Linked DNA regions of Mus musculus: region 1 is linked to region 2. The links are chromatin contacts, called in public HiChIP or PLAC-seq maps. All regions are on one chromosome and are shown on one strand. The core of a region is the stretch at or near the end of the contact, and the rest is flanking DNA. Distances in the headings are between cores, read along the strand shown.

Region 1 (4,523 bases), core at 653-3,152, 750 kb before region 2:
CTGAGCAAGCCAATAGAGGCAAGCCAGTAAAGAACATCCCTCCATGGCCTCTGAATCAGCTCTTGCTTCCTGACCTGCTTGAGTTCCAGTCCTGACTTCCTTTTGGTGATGAACAGCAGCATGGAAGTGTAAGCCGAATAAACCCTTTCCTCCCCAACTTGCTTCTTGGTCATGATATTTGTGCAGGAATAGAAACTCTGACTAAGACAGTTTCCTTCTCTGGTAAAACTGTATTATCAGTTCCACACTCTAGAATGTTCCTGTGCCCTTTCTCCTAGAATGCCCCATCCTCTCAATATGGAGCAACTCCATACATGTGTCATGTCCTACGTGTCTGTTTGACCACTGTCAACAACTGTTTGGCCATTTCAGCCCTTACAGGGTTTCTGACTTCTGAATTAGACCGTGTGTGCCTTTATATCATAGCAGTATCCCCAGTAGGACTGTATGGTCTGTTGGCCCAACACCTGCTCAGTAACTAATGTACTGATGTATTGCAACATCAGAGATACTAGGATCTGACTTCTGAAATCCTTTGCGTGGTTTCTTTATCAAGCGCTACCCTTCTTTCTTGGTTATATTTACTTATTTCATACTGTGTAGACAAAGGGAGGTCGGTGTGTTTGCTTGCTCTCCTCACCTCTGCAAGCCCTTCAGCGCATTTCAGGTATACTCACAGGGAGCTGTTGAAGAAATAGCTTCTTTCTGTGAATTTAGATGCCCAGAATTCATCTCTTTCATATAGTTCCCTGTTTCTAACATGATAGAAAGTCATCAGTACAGAGTAGGTCACTGCACCCTGGAAGAGTCTTCTTAGGTGTCCAAACATATGAACAGAAGAATGGGGGAGGCAGGAGGTAATTGATTTGTGAATCCTTTATCTGGGTGAACTCTCTTCAGGACCCTTTCCAAATGTGATAGTTAAAGTTCTGGGCATAACAAGAAGACCATAGAACATCTCAACCATCACTAATGCTTTATGTATTTTAAGGAGTGGAACACCCAGAATCCTTTCTGTTTCAACAGGGGACAGTGATGCCCTATGTTCAGAACGGCCACTACCCAGTTCTCAGCTACTGAGTAGCCATGAGGTTTCAGAATATCTAGTTGACTTCTCCAAGTCTCTGAATATTCTGACTGATGCACAGCAAGAGTTAACTGAACCACACAGTTAATGTTCAATACATGTTAGTTACTATTAGTATTAATGAATAACTTACTTTGCAAACAAGCCCTTAGTTATTTCTTTATCGCTGCTTCAGCCCTGGGTAAACTTTGGGAAGAATGTCCCTCAATGCTTTCATTGTCTTCCACTCACTTTTCTAGCCCAGCTCCTGTGGTCATCATTCATGTCGGTTTCACATTTCAGCATATTCCCTGACCCTGTGGTCTCAGCTCCATCATGAGCCTCTTCCACACCTCTTTCCTAGTTACAGATTTGGCACTTTGAAAGGCTCTCCCCTTTATTGGTGCCCCCCTTTAACAAGAGTTTCTGTTCCTTAGTTCTCTCTCTCATCTCTGATGTCTTTTTTTTTCCGTCTGCTCATAACACTTACCTGGTGTGATAAGAGAGAAAAAGAGAGAGGGCAGAGGGATGGGAGGAAAGAGGAGACTCACTACTCTCTGTACAGGTAATAGGAAACAGGCTTCTAATTTTTCTTGTACCAGGTCCCAAGCACAGACTGTGACATTAACTGTATTTGGTCTTAGATAACAACTCTATTCTGTAGGCACCACAGATCCTACCTCCTGGTGTGGCTGGATCTCATCATGGAGTTCTTCATCTCTCCAAGGACTATTAAAGGCCACTTTGCCTCGGCTCAACATTGACCTTATGTGCTACTTTTGGAATCTAACACCCACTCTACCCCTGTAAAAGTCACAGTGCCCTGATCTCCAGCACAGACCTGTGACTCACAGCTGATGAGTCTCCTTTTCCGTTGCTCTTAGCACTTAGCTTGTGTGACAGAACCAATTTGGTTAAAAAAAAATTTCTTTTTCTTCGATTCACTCCCCAGGTCCTGTGCCTGCTGTGTTCTCAATTGGTATGTTCTGGAAAACCTTGAAGTCACCCTTTTCTTTGAACTATAGTTTCACTCATCACAACTGTGTAAGTTTATGGAGTACACTGTGATATCTTGAAACATCCATGTGAAGTCTCTTGGGATGCGCAATGGCACCCAGAACATATTCCTCATATCTGTCTGGAACATTGTACCCACTGGCCATTCTCTCTTCATCCCCTCTCCTAGAGCCTCCCCCGGACTCTGGCAAACATCTCTCTATTCTCTCCTTCCTGGAGGTGACTCTTGGATTCTGCATGCAGGTGATTACGTGTTGCTTCTCTCTTGAGTTCTTTTCAGACTCTGGGATTCTTTATCCTATAGAACTCTGGTGACTTCTAGATGGTGTTGCAAGTTTTCCAAGCAATATTTCTCCTCTCTTTCTACCCTACCCCGACCCCCCCCCCAGCCAGACATTTATAGCTCTGCACCAAGCCAAATCCTTTGCTCAAAAGCATTTCTTGACTTTGCATTTGACTATTGACTGGGGTCCCAGATCACCAAATATCCCTTGGGTCCAGTATGCTTTGCCATCACCAAAGTTTTGCTTATGCTGTCCACTCGGCTTGGAATACATTTTTCTTTCCTCCAAAATGTCAAAATCCTCGCTAGCTAGCCAGGTCTTTCAGATGGCAACTCATTTGTAAAGTCCATTCTGATCTCTGAGGTGCAGAATTAATGAACTGGGCTCTCTCAGCATTCTGTTTATTCTTATGATGAGAACAGGGTCTGCCCAGGCCTCACTATGAAAGAGACCATCCTCCCTGCAGGGTGGAGAGCTGGATTCTAGTTTCTGGCTTTTATCATGTTTAAATGCCCTATCTTCTGTTAGCTCTCCTAGGGTCCAGCCCAGGATTTGCACTCAAAGGGCTTGCCACAAGTATTTGATGTTGGAGGCGGTTTGCTTGAGGTGTTGTTGGCCTGAAAGGTTTTCAAGTGACAGGTGGGATTCTTTTGAAATGAACTTCTCAGTCCTTGACTGGTGCAAGGCAGTTCAGGCTGCAGGAGGAGGCAATCTATGTGCTGATGGATGTGCCACCCCCACTCCTCCTCCACAGTCCCCCTTGGAACCAGTTACACAAGACTGACTGGATCCATAGTCCACACCCTCTGAACCCAAGTTATTAGAGATTTGGATAAATGTTGCCTTGTAGCTAGGGAGGTATGTTCATTATTACATAGCAAACCACCTGAGAGGAACAGATGAGTGCCTCTGTTCCCTTTACCACAATAAATGTCCCCATATATAATATATTATATTAATATGTAATATTATATATATTTACACACGTATATATGATTTTGCGGGTCATTTGCATATTCTTCTCTAATGCTTATTTTCTGTGCTGCCTGCTCTTTGTCTTCAGGGAGATACACAGTAGTGAAAAAGATCAGACCCAATTCCTTAAGAAAGCCGCTTGACACAGTTGATTACTTTGTCACATCTTCTTGCTTCAGATTTTGATGACTTTCCTACTTCTGAGTCCTCCTTCCTACACCTCCTCCTCTTCCTCCCTCAAAGAAGACCCCAGGCTTGCTCTTCTTGATCCTTTATCTAGTTCCATTGCTCCATACTGAAGACTTCTGCTTTATTTAAATTAATTGATTGATTAATTAATTAAATTTATTGGTAAATCTTGGTTCAGGCATTATCATTCCTGCTTTTTAAGATGTACAAAATACCATGGCTTTTACCCTACAATTTATATTAAAGTGAACTGTGCTAAAGAACTGTTGTTGTCTATTGTACAGAGGGAAGTAGAGTCCCACAGAGAGGCAGCCACAGTGATGGGAATAAGACTTAGGCATCTTGCTCCATATGCAGGGTTGTGGCCACTTATCTATGGCATGGAATGTTTACCCTCTTCAGGCAGGTGCAGAGCTTCACTCTTGAATCAGTACACGACGGCTTGGATTGACTTGCTGGCCCTTCTACTCAGATTAAAAACTCCACACACCTATTCCCTCTCTTCTGTCCTAAAAAATTCCATCTTCTTGATCTTTCTTTTGCCACACGCAATCTATTTCCTCCTTGAGAAACTCAGTTTACTTGCCACATATGCTTTCTTGTTTTCTACTCCAGATGAGTTTTCCAGTGGGAGGCGGTGGGGCCTGAAGGATCTGTAGAGCTAGTGTGTGAGGAGGGAAAGGGAGGCTGGGGCGACCCCTGCCTTTATGATTGTTATCCAGATTTGATCACTCTTTGGGGTTTCTAGCCAGGAAAGTGAGGGTGGCTTTCAGCTTCTAGGCACCTTGGACTTAATCCAGAGGTCAGTCTTGTCTCATTCTTCATTCTGCTTTTTGTCTCTTCTCCTGGTGATGGAGGTCTTGGTCACTTGCTTTCTTGTTGGATTCCCCAAATAGAAGCACCTCTATTTCTCATTTTCCCCTAGCTCCTACTAGGACAGATTTGTAGGCCAAATCTGAATAGGGAATCTCTGCTTTTTCAGTGTCATTTCT
Region 2 (4,977 bases), core at 597-3,096:
ATCCCCCTGAAACATGAGCCAGCACTGTTTCTTAGCAGCTGGTTCCCACTGTGGCCCACTTTCTCTTCTCTTTTCTTGGAACTCTCCTCTCCTGTCCCACTCTCCCTCCCCCTCCACCCTTTATTTTGGAGACAGGGTCTCCCATAGCCTAGGCTGAACTCAAATTCAGTATGTAACTAAGGATAACCTTAAACCTCTGAGATTCTCCTGCCTCAAACCTCTTGAATGCTGCGATCACTGGTGTGCTCCACCATACCAGGCTCTCCTTGCCTTAAGCCATTGCCTTAGAGAGAGAGATTGAGGATCTAATGGGGAATGCCTAACCTTGGAGGCAATGTCCCTGCCCTCCTACACACGCTGTACCCTGGGTATTTGCATGTCAATACCCAGAATGCCCTGCTTGTCCAGGCTAGAGCCCTGGACATCACTTCCCATCATCTGGAGTTGGCAAGCTGGGTGTGCCTCCAGGACAATGTGTTTGCTCTCATGCCAGCTGAAATTGGAAAGGAGTCGCTTTGCTTACAGCCATGATCCCTTTGATGGAGTCCAGCTAGTTTGGGGTGAAAGCTGGCACAGGCAAAAAGAAAGCCAGATGTACTAAGCATCCACGTTGACAGTCATTTGACCAGCTCTCAAGGTTCCATTGTGCTCACAAGTCTACCTACCAACATTGTACATTCTTCTTTGGCCCAACCTATAAGGCTAAGAATATGAATGCTTCTTATCATTCATAACAGCAGGAGAACCTTCTCAAAACCCAGGCTAGGGTTTTCCTTTTTTTTCTTCTTCTTCTTCTTTCATAATTTGTGTGTACAGAAACATTCTAGCCTTTGTCCTGAAATCTTGGAGTTCCTCCATGATTGTTTGACAGTCCCAAAGAATGAGTTGAGGAAGCCAGCTACTCCAAGGCGTGGAGGAAGAAAGAATCTACTGTGAGTTAGAACTAAGCATCAGAGAGAAACACCCTTGGGCAGAACAATAGGAATAGTGATGTGTGTGTTTGGAAAAGGAGGATGATAAAAATATATAAGGAAGAAAGGGTAGGCAGAACCCCTGCTCCATGCTGAGCATCCTCCACAGACAGCTTCTTTTGTATAGAGTACATTAGACCTCCTATCCCTTTGTGAATGCTAGGAACTCTGTGTAACAAGTGCTTACCAACCCAATAAGACAGCCAATCAACCAAGCCTCCTGTGCTTGGAGCTGGGCTTCACACTGATAACTGGGAACACACAGATGAGCCATGTGTCTGCTTCAAGATGGTGGCCTGGTACACCCGCAGGGCCTCCAAACCCCTTTCCTGATACTGGGGTCAGGTTCCCTTGAGTTTTCCCCACTCTCTCAGAACAATAGTAGCTTTGGGCTCCAGGGTTGAGTGGCCTCTGGAGTCCTATTGGCTTACATTCAGAAGCAGTCTCTGCTCGCTCTTGGCTTAGGAGACCTTGGGCAAGAGCCTTTCAGCCTCTTCATCTGCAAAATAGCTAATATATAACTGCCCCTGTGGAACAGAGCTGAAGGCTGAGTTAGCACAGGGATTGTTCAGACAGCGCCTGATGCCTATCAAGTGCTCCGTAAACATTAGCTATCGTTGCCATTGCAACTGGCCACACATAGTTACCAAAGTTACTGCCAAGCCCAGGAACAGCAGCCAAGGGCTACAGACCTGAGCAAGAATAGATGGTTTTTGCAAATGGATCAAAAATCTGGCCTCCTTGCTCAGATCACTAAGCACATAAGTACAGGAAACCAGGCATTTAGAATATCTGTAGGCCAGGGAAGAGCCTGGCCATTGGAATGATTAGCCTGTAACAAGAACTCAGGTACGAGAAGGTATCTCCTACCCCTGAGTCCCAGCCACTACACTGTTGTGGCACTGAGGACAGGTGACAGAGCAGGAGTCACAGACAAATTTGGAGATAGTCCTCTGGCCCAGATCCAGAAAAGGCAGGGGTTCGTTCTATTATGAAGTAACTCTTAAGTCCTGAGAAGGAGGGTAGTAGCCATGTTGGCTGAGTTTCAACAACCTTGACACCACCTTCTTTAGGAGTCTGCCCACCTGCCCTCCCCTAACAGAATCCTCGGAGTGGAGTCAAAGGCAGGAGGACTTTAGCACTCTCTTCTTTGTTCCCTCAGATTAGATTAGAAGAAGAAGAGAGCAATTCACCAGTGTCTTCTGCAGTTATCCCATGTCCAACTCTGCAGCCACTGGGTTCCTGGTTTCTCAGGTGACTAGAAGGTTGATATCACCTGACTGTCCTTTACACAGTACCTTTGGATAGGTCCCCCACCCATAGGCACCACTCAGTCTCGTCACAGCTTAAATTAGAAGAGAGTAAGTGTGTAAATGTATATGTACCTATTCATATTTATGTACATGGGAAAGTCAGAGGTGCCCTGGAGATGTAGCTCAGTTGGTAGAGTGTTTGCCTAGTATATTATAGAAAGCCCTGGGTTTGATATCTAACTCTATATAACCAGACAAGATGATGCATACCTGTAATCCCAGCACTGGGGAGGTAGAGACGTGTGGATCAGAAGTTCCAAGTTACCCTAGGCTACATGACAAGTTTAAGGCTAACCTAAGATACAGAAGATGATGTATTGTTTTTCCAAAAAGAAAAAAAATCAGAGGCAAAGGAAATAAGTATGGAGCCAGAAGATCCACCAGGGATGCTCCATGCAAAAAGAAATGTATAATTCAAGTCTGGTAACCAGGAAAGACACCACCTGCCCTACTTCCAACGACCACACTAAGGCAAAGAATTTGGAATCTCTTATGAAACTGAGGGTAGGATGAGGGTGATTGCATCTTGGGATGTAGGTGATTGCATCTCAAGTGGAATTTTCTTGTGTTGCCTCCTGTTCTCATTACCCTACGATCCACACTTTCTCCAGGACAGTGCCACCTCTCCCTCATCTCACCCCACACACATTTCTCCATGTTATACACATTCTTTCTTTGGAGGCTTCTTCTAAGATGAAGCCAAATTCATGGACAGAATGTTGAAAACCTTCAATATGATTCATGGCCAGGAAGAGAAGACTGAAGTCACCTGGTTTGAGCTCCTTCAAGACCATGTCCAAATACAACACAGAAGGCAGTCTTTATGATCCAAATAAAATAAGAGCAATGAAAACTGAAGCTGTACAGACTCGTAAGTTAAATTATAAACGATGAAAGTTCCTGGATCTTTCTGTCTCGGGTAAATTATGGTCAGTTCTTCCTAGATGCCAAGAGATACAAATGTGACTCCTAACAAAAGCACTTAGTGTTTGACGATACTTAATGGATCTGTCCTTCAAGTCCCAATTTCCTCTGTAAAATAAACTCATAGATGATCCCATGTCCCAGAACCATACCATACTGTGTCTTGAACATCCACAGTCTCTCTACCTTGCTTCCTCTGGTCTGGGCATGTTCCAAGTAGGTTGCACTGAAGGAGTCGTAAAAAAATTTTTCTTTTCAGTCTTACCCTTCTTTAAGGCTTGGGAACTTATAAATTTAACTATTAGCTAGAGTTGGTTAGTGTATTGTTTCTGCCAAAACTCACCTTCTAGCTTTCTATTCTCTATAGTATGATGCCAAAATAGACCTTGGCTGTAACATGTGCAGAAGAGCATGTTGCCTAAATAAGGGAAAGGTGTTCTTGGGTGAGGCAGGTATTGCTTTGTTGAGAGAATGACTGCTGGAGAGGTGATCGTCAAAACTGTGAAGAAGGTCTCTGAGGAGAGAACTCTTCCAGCCTTAGACTGGAGGGCTCACACATCCTGCCATTCAGTACCTCTTCTACAGTCCATGAGACTGGGATGAACTTATAAGGACCAAGATGGAGAGAAGTCCACCCTTTCTCACTCTCCAGGCTCCATAAAGATATCAGCTACCAACGGCTGAATGGGAAAAAAGAAAGCATCCAGCCCTGTAGGACTTAGTGGGACAAGCCACTGCTTGCTTTGACACAATCTTGCTGTGGCCTTTAGAACCCAAAGACAAAGACGTGTTATGGAACCACAAATGTCAATGGGAGGGGGGGCAGGTAAGACATCTCTCTTGGGAGACAGATACCTATAGTGCTGAGAGAAGCATGGAGAATTCTTTTTCACAGTTTTAAAATAGTAATTAGAAGGATGGACCGGCGCCATCAGTAGTTGGTGCTCATCCTCTAAGTTTTGTGGAGAGCCCTTCCTGAGTCAGCTTCCAGTAACTGAGTTACCAGGGTCTTCCTTTACCCAGCTTCCCACGGGGAATTGTCCTCCTGACTATGGATAAGCAGATGGGCCCAGGGTTGTGGATGGGAAGACAAAGCAATAGAGAAGCATTATAGTAAGGACCCCCACTGAACAATGGGTACCACAATTTGGAAAGGTGTGGTGTTTTCCAAGCCCTGAGAGGTTGGCAAATGAGACATACCTGCTATAGGGGCAAGGACTTGACTCTTTAAACTAATTTCATAAAAGGTGTGGCATATTGCTATGTTTAGATGTGCTTTGGCTTCTAAAAGCTCACATGCTGGAAGCATGTGTCTGCTCTTTGCTGACACTTCACTATGAGGAGAGAAGCCTGGACCCACTGGTTCTCTCCAGGGCTGAGCGGGATGGTGAGTGTCGGCAACCGGAGAAGAACCACAACAGGCTGGGTGCTTTGTTGAAACAGGAACTTGCTTTAATGTGGCAGCAATTTGCTTATATAGGCAGGGCAAGGAGGTGGGGATAGGGGTGAGATGACGTATGAGTGGTGTGAGATGACAGGGGATATGGGGGTGACTTCATGGGGCCTATGAAACTTTTAGACATCATCACTGGCTGGACAGAGACGATTTCATCTAGGCTGTGTTGAGTCATTCTCAATTGAAGGCGAATGACTGTTCTCGAAGATCGAGCCAGGCTTGGGTTTGTCTTCAGGGCCCAAACCAAGGCCAAGTAGGGCCCAACAAGTGTGGTCTCCAATGGTGTGGTGTTGAACTGCTGCTATTTTTAAGG

The links. HiChIP or PLAC-seq counts read pairs in DNA pulled down with a chosen protein or histone mark.
Region 1: a contact with region 2 is called in an H3K27ac HiChIP or PLAC-seq map of extraembryonic endoderm stem cells, with 6 times the contacts expected there. The contact joins two enhancer-like sites. A contact is called at or near these places in 4 of 115 datasets of contacts at active chromatin or transcription factors (cardiomyocytes, differentiating embryonic stem cells, embryonic stem cells and 1 more).

Annotation. Positions count from the first base shown.
Region 1 is chr1:73,680,435-73,684,957 of GRCm38.p6, reverse strand. All of the region lies in intron 6 of 6030407O03Rik (RIKEN cDNA 6030407O03 gene), which reads left to right. Among named protein-coding and RNA genes, the nearest start is that of Gm29183, 140 kb to the left of the region's middle. Within about 2 kb of position 1,902, at least 24 of the 459 cell types and tissues checked have an H3K27ac peak or open chromatin away from gene starts, as enhancers often do. A contact at or near this core is called in extraembryonic endoderm stem cells, where this site is marked.
Region 2 is chr1:72,926,535-72,931,511 of GRCm38.p6, reverse strand. No RefSeq gene overlaps it. Among named protein-coding and RNA genes, the nearest start is that of Gm51633, 7.8 kb to the left of the region's middle. Within about 2 kb of position 1,846, at least 23 of the 459 cell types and tissues checked have an H3K27ac peak or open chromatin away from gene starts, as enhancers often do. A contact at or near this core is called in extraembryonic endoderm stem cells, where this site is marked.